Linked DNA regions of Gossypium hirsutum: regions 2 and 3 are each linked to region 1. The links are chromatin contacts, called in public Hi-C maps. All regions are on one chromosome and are shown on one strand. The core of a region is the stretch at or near the end of the contact, and the rest is flanking DNA. Distances in the headings are between cores, read along the strand shown. Region 1 holds the start of LOC107962500 (transmembrane emp24 domain-containing protein p24delta5). Region 2 holds the start of LOC107962508 (lysM domain-containing GPI-anchored protein 1). Region 3 holds the start of LOC107962492 (G-type lectin S-receptor-like serine/threonine-protein kinase At5g35370).

The links. Hi-C and Micro-C count contacts between places; a contact is called where the count stands out from the background.
Region 2: a contact with region 1 is called in a Hi-C map of leaf, with 1.9 times the contacts expected there. The contact joins the promoter of LOC107962508 here to the promoter of LOC107962500 in region 1. A contact is called at or near these places in 2 of 34 Hi-C or Micro-C datasets (both in leaf).
Region 3: a contact with region 1 is called in a Hi-C map of leaf, with 2.8 times the contacts expected there. The contact joins the promoter of LOC107962492 here to the promoter of LOC107962500 in region 1. A contact is called at or near these places in 4 of 34 Hi-C or Micro-C datasets (hypocotyl and leaf).

The regions. Positions count from the first base shown.
Region 1 is chrA06:7,040,239-7,043,855 of Gossypium_hirsutum_v2.1, reverse strand. It overlaps LOC107962500 (transmembrane emp24 domain-containing protein p24delta5), which reads right to left and starts at 1,764. Exons shown (of 4, transcript XM_041115000.1): 1 at 1,341-1,764. The coding sequence starts at 1,577.
Region 2 is chrA06:7,248,027-7,251,643 of Gossypium_hirsutum_v2.1, reverse strand. LOC107962508 (lysM domain-containing GPI-anchored protein 1) reads left to right here and starts at 2,018. Exons shown (of 5, transcript XM_016898922.2): 1 at 2,018-3,219; 2 at 3,456-3,573. The coding sequence starts at 2,550.
Region 3 is chrA06:6,873,408-6,877,024 of Gossypium_hirsutum_v2.1, reverse strand. LOC107962492 (G-type lectin S-receptor-like serine/threonine-protein kinase At5g35370) reads left to right here and starts at 1,613. Exons shown (of 2, transcript XM_016898901.2): 1 at 1,613-1,748; 2 at 2,414-3,617. The coding sequence starts at 2,559.

The DNA.
Region 1 (3,617 bases), core at 515-3,014:
TTCTTAAAGCACCTGAATCTGAACTTATTGAAAGATATCTTACTGCTTGTAGTTCATTTCAAACTCATTAATATCAATCATTTGAGGATAGTAGGAAGAAAATTCCATGTAGATGACCTCATCTAGTTTGGTTTCGGCTGAGCTACAGATAGTTGTCATAGTTGTCAACTCGAACACAAAGAGTATCAAATGCAAAAGAAGCTTCAATGACCAATTAATTTTACTTTTACTATTCCTCGAAGTTAAAGGGATTCTTCAACCATACCAAGGTAACCAAACAAATTTTTTTTTTCCACCCTCAAGACTTTTCCATCAAACAGAAAGGATAGTTCTTCTGCAGATTAAGAAACAAAAAGAAGCACCTAAGACTTCCCTTGAGGGGTGGCCTAGGACCTGAAGGCACATATCTTATCCCCATGTTCATGGCTCAGCTAACAGCATATAGGATTAAAAACATATACTTATAATTTAAACTGAAGAAAAGAACTTATTCTGTCAATATTCATACGGATCCATTGAAGGATCCTAAAGTATCAAAGGGTAATTTCTGACCTTAGCCAAAAAGAACTCCCATTCATATTAAAAAAGGAAGATTAAGCAAAGGTTTACTCTTGGATATGACTTGCCCCATAAATACAGATTCTAGACATCCTTGACACTGGCAAAAGGATACAAAATCATACCCATAGTAAGGCTAAGCCAAGATATATGACATTAAAATCGAACATTGTTATACCTAACCCCTCGCCCAGAGAGGCTCGCCAAACCCGCACACGCCATTCACGGGTGCCACCACCAAGTCGCATTAGAGTCCACTCAAAAGCTCCCCCAATCACATTTCATAGAATCGCTCAAGACTCTACTGCTGGCTCTACAACTCCACACAATCACACCCTAGTAGAGCACTCCAATGCTCTACTAATAGCACTCAAATGACCCTCTATTGTAGGACACCTGTAAGGAGGCCAGGTCAAGTTCCTCTATATAAGCTCTCTCCTCCATCTCCAGGAAGAGGCAGGTGCTGAATACAAGGCCGATACTCTACCCAAATCCGGCCACACTGACCAAACTCTCCAAATCATCTTCCCAATAAACTCTCGACACACAGTGTGAACCCCTTCAGATCACCAAACTCAAACCTTGTATCAACAAAACATAAAAAGTAGCAACATAATCACTGATCAACTAAACCAGTAAAAGCTTCAACAACAAAAATTTCAGATGAAGAACGTCAAAAGTTGCAAACCCATTAAACTACAAGTATTGAAATTGTAAAAAGAAAATTGAAGAACTCAGATAAACCCAGATGGAGAATTTGGTTGAAAAGGTAAAAGAATTACCCGGGCAGAGATGGTGGGGATATGATCAGGGTTGTTTTCATCGATCACATAATAATCACCTAAAACGACAACGTTGCTCTGGATCTCCTCGGAAACACACTTGGTTCCTGAACTTGGAATCGTTAACCATATAGCTTCAGCAACCGGTAATATATTACTGTTCCTCGTTAAACATAGTACCAAGATTATAGGCAGAAAACACGCCGCACGACCGCCAAAAACCATGCCTTCGTTCATTGTTAAAGGCGAACAAAACCCACAAAAAAAGGACTCTTTTCGCTTCCTTTCTCTGTTTCTTTCTTTATTTTTAAGTTCAATATGTTTGCTGGGTTTGATAGCTAGTCGTAGACTCGTAGTTGTCAGAGTCAAACGGTGGAAAACACGCGCCGATAACTGGGAGTGAGTTTGGTGTATGGGACAATTAAGAGAAAGGTCATATAAGAGTTGCTGTGATCGACCAATAATAATGTTCCAGCTAAGAAATTTTAGGATTGAACTGCAATGTCAAAGCCACGACCACGCGCTATTTTTAATAAGGGTAAATTTTATTATTAGTCCCTTAACTATTAGCATATTTTTATTTTGATATTCAAACTACAAAACTTTTAATTTCATAATAAATGTTTTTCAATTGATTCTGTTTTTATCACCCTCCATTAAATCCTTAATGGAAATGATATACAAAAGTTAGCTCTCCTATCATATTATATATGTATTAGTAGTTTTAGGAATACTTATATACTATAGAGAGGGATCCACTTAAATCGATGTAAAATTAAAATAATTTTACATTCTCGATTAATATTTTATCGATCTAACATTCACATTTTATATTTCATTTATATAGATCATACATGAAAATTTTAATGTAAATTAAAATTTTCTAACAATTTGTTTTATTTAAAAAAATTCTAGTCGTTCAATAAATATTAATATATATATATGTGTGTGTAGTATTTTAGATCTATATGATAGAAATATCAGATCAGCTTGAAAATTTACATGCATAGCAAGTATAACTACATTGTTAAATTCAACGATTGAATTGTTAAAATATTAATTGTTCAAAGAGATACAAAAGGGTGTAAAACTATTTGTATAAGCGGATCCCTCCCTATATAATATATTATTATATTATGTAATAATATATAATCTATTAATTGATCCAATTCACGTAAATCGTTTGGTAAATTCGATTTTTACTTCGGATTAATGAATTGTTATATATAAGTACTAATAGTTTCAAAATATAATATTACATTATGTAATAATATATCGCGTACTGCAATAGTAATACATAATATATTAATTATCATTATATATTATTGTTTATTATTATCTTGGTTAAAATATGCTCTAAGTCCCTAAGTTCTTTGTACATTTGAAAGTTAGCCCTACTACTATATTGAATAATGCTATATTATATATAACATATTAATAGTTTATATATTATAATATTATGTAATACTATATCTTTTATTATAATATATAATATATCATAGCTATATATATATGTATTAAAGTTTTAGTAAAAATTACTACTATATTATTATAGACATAATACTAAAAATAGCCCCTAAAGTTTGACATTTGTTCACTTTTGCCCTTTATCTTTTTTTTAGCACTTTAATCCTTAACGTTATTATTTTTTTTGTCAAATTGATCTATTTTTAATGGACATGTTGGTGTGACTGTTAATTGACTAATTGTTAACATTAAAACCAAATTAAACAATCAAATTGAGCCAATTCAAACAAATCGATTGGTAGGTCTAACTCTTAGTTATATACACACACACATATATATATATGTATGTATTAATAGTTTTGAAATATATTATTACATTATGCAATAATATATCACATACTATAATAGTAGTACATAATATATTAATTATTATATATTATTATTTATTATTATGGTTGAAATATGCTCTAACTCCCTATACTCTTCATACTATATTATATAGAATGCTATATTATATCATATCATAGGTAATATATTAATAATTTATATATATGCATTAATGATTAAATATAATTGGTTAATATATTCATAGTTTATATAATTGGAGTCAAAAGTTGTTAGGATCGTCCCGAATTAGCAACGAACAAGTAAAAATAGTAGAAGAAATTGAGAAGATGAACACACAAATTTAACGTGGAAAAACCCCTCAAAAGAGGATAAAAAACCACGGGCAAAGATAATTTTACTATAATGGCAAAAGAATGAAGAGTACAAAAGATGGAGATAAAAACTAAACCCCAAAAACCCGAA
Region 2 (3,617 bases), core at 769-3,268, 210 kb before region 1:
CAATACAAGAAAATTCAAAACAAGAAAAACAAGACAAAGACGTGCACTAAAAAAAATTAATATATAGTTTTCTCTTGAACTTGTCTAAAAATATTTAGATGATATGTGAACTCGGTTATTGTTTAATGTTAGAATTGGATAACATGGTGATTTTTAATTTTCACCATCTGGTACCTTTCTTGAAATCAAATCTTATGGGTTTAGTTATAATTTTACAGGTTAAGTTCAAGTTGTCAAGGTCTTTATATGCAGTTGCTTTCTTATATATTATTAAGGTAAATGTTCTTTTACTATTTGGATAGAGGTTAAACCGAATGATTTTGGCGCTTAAATGGTATGATGTTGTATTGGTGCAATTCATGTACTCTGGTTGCCTTTTTTTTTATTATGCTATGATGTTGATTTTGAAGATTATCAAAAGATTAACCTATGTGTATGCAATTTTTAAATCTTCATGCAAATATTACTAGATCTCCATGAACGCAAAATATGCATAGTTTCGTTAAGGAGCAATTGTGTATAATAGAAAGTATTTTTGCATGTCTTGAATAAAAAAGCCCAAGGAAATTTTCTTGTATAGGGGAAAGGATGATTGAAAGTTGTTATGAATTAAATAGCTCGAGGAACCCTTCATAAGTTCATCGATGCAAGACATAGTAAGCTTCGTTGTTCCTAGGGAAGGAGGTTGTTTCTAGCAACGTAGGCATTGATGTTATCTTCGCACAAGAAGCAATAGGCTTTGCGAAAGGAATTGAGTATATGTTTTGATGGCATCAATACATGAACAATAGTCATAATTTTTAATTTTATTGGAACAAAATATTGTAGTTTTTTCCATTGAGCTATTTGTACTGAAATAATGGTGATGGTAACTGCAAAATCATGATTTAATGTTGTGATGAATGGTGGTCGCAATTGTAAAGCGATGGTTTACTCTTAATTTACTTTTTATATTTCCATTGATCCATTATGAATAATAGTACTGTAGTTGTACAAATTAAGATTGAACTAATATAAATATTGTAATAATACGACTGTAGGCTTATGAATGACTTTCTTTTTAATGTATATAACTTAAAACAACAATAAAGGGTTACTAATTTAAATAAATATTTTTATTAAATTAATATATTTTATTTTTTAGTAAAAATATTAAAAGGTATACTAATCATTTGGAAATATTTAAAGATTTTGAGTTTTATCGATTGATATGAATATTGATGCTAATGCAAGAGGATATGAGTTCGAATGCGCTGAAATACATTATCCTTTTAATTACGGGATGAGAGGAACTTTGGATAATTTTAGGTATTGTCTAAAAAAAATAAAATAATAAATAATAAATTAAAAGTTTGTTAATTATTACAATATATATTCCTCTTAATCAAATCAAAGAATATTATTACAATATTATTCCATCTAATCAAACTATTGTTATAACTATTCCATTGCAAGTTATTAGATTACAGCCTATTGGGTTCCAGTAAACCAAAGACATTGTTAGTGTTTTACATATTTCATTATTATTGTTCAGATTACGAAATGCGGTAGACGCGCCGACTTGAAGCGTGGGAGAGGGAGAGATGGTGGCATAGTGGTGTGTAATGTCTGAAACCGAAACATTGAAGGAAAAAGGGAAAGCCAGAAGCAGAAATTCTTTGCCTTTGGTCCACGCCCCTGGAAAGGCTACCCCAGGGCAGTGTTGTCTTGTAGGGCAGCCCGGGCAGGCAGCTTTATGCGCTCCAAAATCTTAAAAGCCACATAACTGAATTTCCCAAATACACCCTAAACTCAAAGCCTAATACCACCCACTCTAGAGTTAGAAATGATAATTTTAATTAAATTGTATTATTATTTTGAAATTATCAAAACATTTTTTTATTGCTAAATTATTAAAAGAGTACAAGACAACAAATAATTGAAGCTCTGTGATAACAATGTAAGGCTTCCAAAAAAGAACAAGGGCAAATTAGTCTTGACATAAAAATGTAATAATGCTTTGGAGACTCTAAGATCGAGAATCTGACGTGTCTCTTCACTTTATGCAAGAAAAAACACATTGCTTTCCCTTCCTCACCTCCCCCATCCTCTGCTCTTTCTGCTTCTTTGCTGCTTTAGTCCATTTTTTTCCCTGAAAAAATAAAAGAGAAGATAACAATAAGCCCAAATCCTAAACACTGAACATTTTCCAGCTTGAGAGCAGCCATATTTATGCTGTTGAAGTTTCTACATTATAGTGAAAGTGAAGGAGCAAAACCAGCTGATAAACCTTAGAAACCTTCAATGGCCGCTACATTTGTCCATTAGTTTGAACCATAATAAGCAAAGAAGAAAAGGGTTCTTTTTTTGTTTGTTTGTTTAATCTTGACTCCTTTTTTTTAGTCCATTCTCCCTAACACCCAAAACCCTTACTAAAGCAAAGAACCCAAAGCTCTTTTTGTCATATTTTTCCCCCCCTCCCCCCCCCATTTTTTTGTTTTTCCCTGCCTTTAACTGAAGCGAAACAAGGAAAAAATAATCCCATACTCCTCAAGCCCCTGCACCTAACAATGCCAAACCAAAAACCCAATTTCCTTTCCTTTTACAAACTCCTTTGCTTCGTGCTTCTCACCGATGTAGCTTTGGTAGCTTCAAAATCAACAATCGAGCCTTGTTCCAACTCTGATTCATGCAATGCCTTGTTGGGGTACACTCTCTACACCGACCTGAAAGTCGCCGAGGTTGCTTCCCTCTTCCAGGTTGACCCCATTTCGGTCCTCACGGCCAACGCCATCGATATCTCTTACCCGGATGTCGAAAACCACATCCTTCCTTCCCAACTCTTCGTCAAGATCCCCATTCTATGTTCTTGTGTTGATGGAATTCGGAAATCGGTTTCCACTCACTACAAGACCCGACCCCAGGACACGCTTTCGTCTATTGCGGATTCTATTTACGCTGGTTTGGTGTCAGCTGACCAGATTAGAGAGGCTAACTCGATTGATGATCCTTCGGTTCTCGATGTTGGGCAAAACCTTGTTGTTCCGTTGCCGTGTACTTGTTTTAATGGGACTGATAATGGACTCCCTGCTATTTACCTTTCATATGTGGTGAAGCCAGTGGATACTTTAGCTGGAATTGCAGCGAGTTACTCCACTACCATAACAGATTTGATGAATGTTAATGCTATGGGGGGTACTTCTATTACGCCTGGCGACATTTTAGCTGTCCCTTTGTCAGGTAGTTGAGTGTTTGTCTTGCTTTTGTAGTAGGATTAGGCTTTATATTACTGCTACAAAGTCCTTTGCTTTATGATTTTCAGCGATTTAGCATTGTTAGTTCAAGCTAAGGCAATGGTTGCGTGTTTCTATATTTAGCTTTGGGTAATTGAGTTGTGTTTTTATGTATCTACTTTGTTTATGTCTGTTTACCATGAGCAATGGAGGTTTAGCGTTGTTTTCTTTTGGTACTTTCAGCTTGTGCTTCAAATTTTCCTAAATATGCCTCGGATCATGGATTGATTGTGCCAAACGGGAGCTATGCTATTACTGCTAGCCATTGTGTTCAGTGCAGCTGTGGACCGGGGAGTCGCAAGTAATTGGGCTGTTTCATTTTTGTTTATTAGTTTTCGATTATAG
Region 3 (3,617 bases), core at 364-2,863, 170 kb after region 1:
CTATAATTATTTTTGAAATTAGATATTTTTATAATTTTTAAAAATTTTAGAAGATTCTTAAAAAAGTCAAAATTTTTTGGCTTATTATCCGAATCACATGTTATATTATTAGGTAGTCAATGCTTGTTTAGGCCAAGTGGCTCTTTCATTTTAATTATTTATAGACAATTCATTAAAATAGACAAATATTATTTCATTATTTTTATATATATTAACTAAATCAACATTTCACAAATATTATAAAAATGAAATTAAAAAAATAATAGCGTGAAAATAAATATATAGTGAATTTTATTTGGCATAATAATAAATTTAGTCTCCAATGTTTATTTTTTTATTTATAATTTTTTTTTGTTATTTTGATCTTCAACTTTTAAAATTTAGTCAAATTATTTGTTTTTCTAGGGAAAAGCTGATTAAACTATTAAAATTTCAACTACATTGACGTGGCTACTAGCATGATACTCTCTGCACAATTCATAAAAAAAATTTAAAAATTTATAAAAACTTCTAAAAAATTTATCTATATTAATAGTAAAGTATACGTGAAATGCTACATAAATTACCATATAATCAGGGGCGAAGCCAGGGGGTGGCATGGGCCCCGCGGCCTCCCTAAAATGTAAATTTATATTTTAGGCCCTTAAAATTTTTAAAAAATTTTAAATTAGTAAAGGTGAAATTACATTTTGGCCCCTCTAAATTATAAAAATTTATAAAAATTTGATTTAATCATTTACAAATTATAAATATATAAACTGTAAAAAAATTAAAATTTCATCTGACCCCCCTAAAAAAATTTTCTGGCTTCGTCCCTACACATAATGCCATTAAAATTTTATAGTTTAGTCGACCTTTCTATCAAAAAATCAATAGACTAAATTTTAAAGGTTGCAAGCTAAAATAATAAAAAAAATAAAAACTAAAATGATAAAAATAAAACATGGAAATAGAGTGAAGTAAAAAAGAAAAGAAAAATCAAATAATACTATTGGAAAAATTATAACAAGCAACTAACATTTGGTTTGAAAAAATTAATTTTGATTGAAAATTATGAATAAAATAATTTCTATTTTATTTTTATTATAAAAAAATTAAAAGAATGAAAATCTTGGCTGTGGCGATTGGCAATAAAAAAAAACCAATTACTGTTTAACTGTTTTTATGACCATTTAAAAAAAAACTTGTTTTTAAGACCGTTGCTTCAACGATGTTAACAGTTTTATTACCCAAATAACGAAATCGGTGAGAAAAAGGAGAAAATGAGTTTGGTTGTTGCTCCTCCTCACAGATCGATGATCCACTGCAAAACCCCAAAATTTCGCTTCAAAAATCCACAAAATCTCTTCGGTAAAACCTTGACTTTCTACTCTCTGAAGTCTCCGACTCACTTCAATTCGTTGCTTTGCCTACCAGTCAACTCAGTCCGTCCAGAGTCCCCCTCCATTCAGACCCATCATCCCATTCAGGAACTACTCCCTCTCCTTGCTTTCTCATTGACCCTTTTGTGTTTTCGTCTTTTGTCCAATGTCCTTTTGCCCGATTTCGCTCTTCGTTGGCAAAGCCTCGTTGCTTTCTCTCGTGAAGCTGAAGCTCGGACCAAATCTTATCCAAAACATCTATGGGAAGCCATCGTTGCTTACGAGGATCGTCGCTTCTTTACACATTTTGGGATCGATCCAGTTGGCATTGGTCGAGCTGTTTTGTCGCTTTCGGTTCGTGGGGGAGGTAGCACCATAACTCAGCAGGTTAGTGCTGTATTTTTTTAATTCGAGATATATGTATATATTTATGTACACAACATGTTTGATTGTTTTCCTCAACTAAGTGCGTTTATATATATATATATTCATTTGTTTATGTTTAAAATAGTGGGCGCTGTTTATTTGAGTTCCTTTTTTTTTTTTTTGCCTCATTTCTTGAATTTTGTATTTTGGTACATGTGAATGGCTGAAAACGCATTTGACTCGGGCTACATGCTTCAAGTTTACCCAAGTATGAGTTTTAATATTAAATTGTGCCTAGGTGAATCGAATATAGTTGTTGAGCGACTTATGAAGTGCACTAGTACATACCAGATTGATGATTTTGGAATAAAGCCAAGTAGGATAGACTGGCAAGGAACCATTAAATTGGTAGTATTGTTGGTGTTTGGTTATTTTCCTTGTCTTTTTCCTACTCCTTTCTTTCTCAACTTGTGTATTGCAAGGTGTAATTTAAGTTATCTGAGTAAGAATATAACAGTGTGAAAAGGAAAATTCTATAAAGGAAAAAAATATAGATGGGAAAGGTGTATCTAGTGCATGGAAACACCTATCTGATTATAATAGTTAAACACTTAGGTTTGACTAGAACCAAATTTGTCATGCTTTACATCCCTTGCTGATGTTAGCATCAATTAAATAACAATCAGGAATTCGTCACTGTAGAGAGATTTGTCAACGCATGCTGAGCTCCAGCAATGAAAAAAATTTGAAGAAAATCATTGCAGACATATTCCATCCTCACCAACAAGGCTTCCATCATTACGAAATCTCCTCATTCTTTTTTCCATCTCTATGGAATCCTTCCTATTCTTTATCTTCGGTTTCCTGTTCTATTCTTCTGTCTCTGCGAAATCTTTCTCAGAGTTTATCTACCCAAATTTCAGTGCTTCACACTTCAGTTTTATTGACAAAGATGGTGCCTTCTTGTTCTCTCGTAATGGAACATTCAAAGCTTCTATCTACAACCCCGAAGCTCAAACCAACTTTTACTTGTGCATCATACATGTTGAATCCAATACCATCATCTGGTCAGCTAATCGTGGTTCTCCTATCTCAAGCTCCGGTAAAATGGATCTTACAGTCAACGGGATTAGCATTGCAGATCCAGATGGTAATCCCAAATGGTCAACACCTCAGTTGCGGACGACAATTTATGCATTACTGCTAACTGAAATGGGTAATCTTGTTCTACTTGACAAATTTAATGGTTCTCTGTGGGAGAGTTTTTACCATCCAACTGATACAATTGTGATCGGACAACAGCTTCCAGTTGGGGCAAAACTGTCAAATGCTGTATCAGAAAGTAACTTGTCAACTGGTGATTATAGATTCATGGTTAGTGCTTCTGATGCATTATTGCAATGGCATGGACAGACATATTGGATATTGTCAATGGATACCAAGGCCTATGTGAATTCAAATTATGTGGTTGAATACATGGAAATGAATAAAACAGGCCTTTCTCTCTTTGGTCATAATGGATCAGTTGTTGTAATTCAGCTTAACTTGTCACCAGCTACCTTCCGACTTGCCAAGTTGGATGTTTTAGGTCATTTTACTGTAAATAGTTTTTCTGGTGGTAAATGGGTTCAGGAATTTGTCGGGCCAATTGATGACTGTCAAATTCCAACTAGCTGTGGCAAACTGGGATTATGTACAGGTGACTCCACTTCAAAAGCTCCCACTTGTTCGTGTCCATCTGATTTCCATCCAGCTTCACAAAATATTGGTGGTTGTTTGCCGAGTGGTAGTTCATATTCTCTACCTACTGCTTGTGATTCAACCAATAATGTTAGCGAGTCAAATTCTTCAACTGTTTCATATCTGAGGCTAGGCTCTGGTATTGATTAC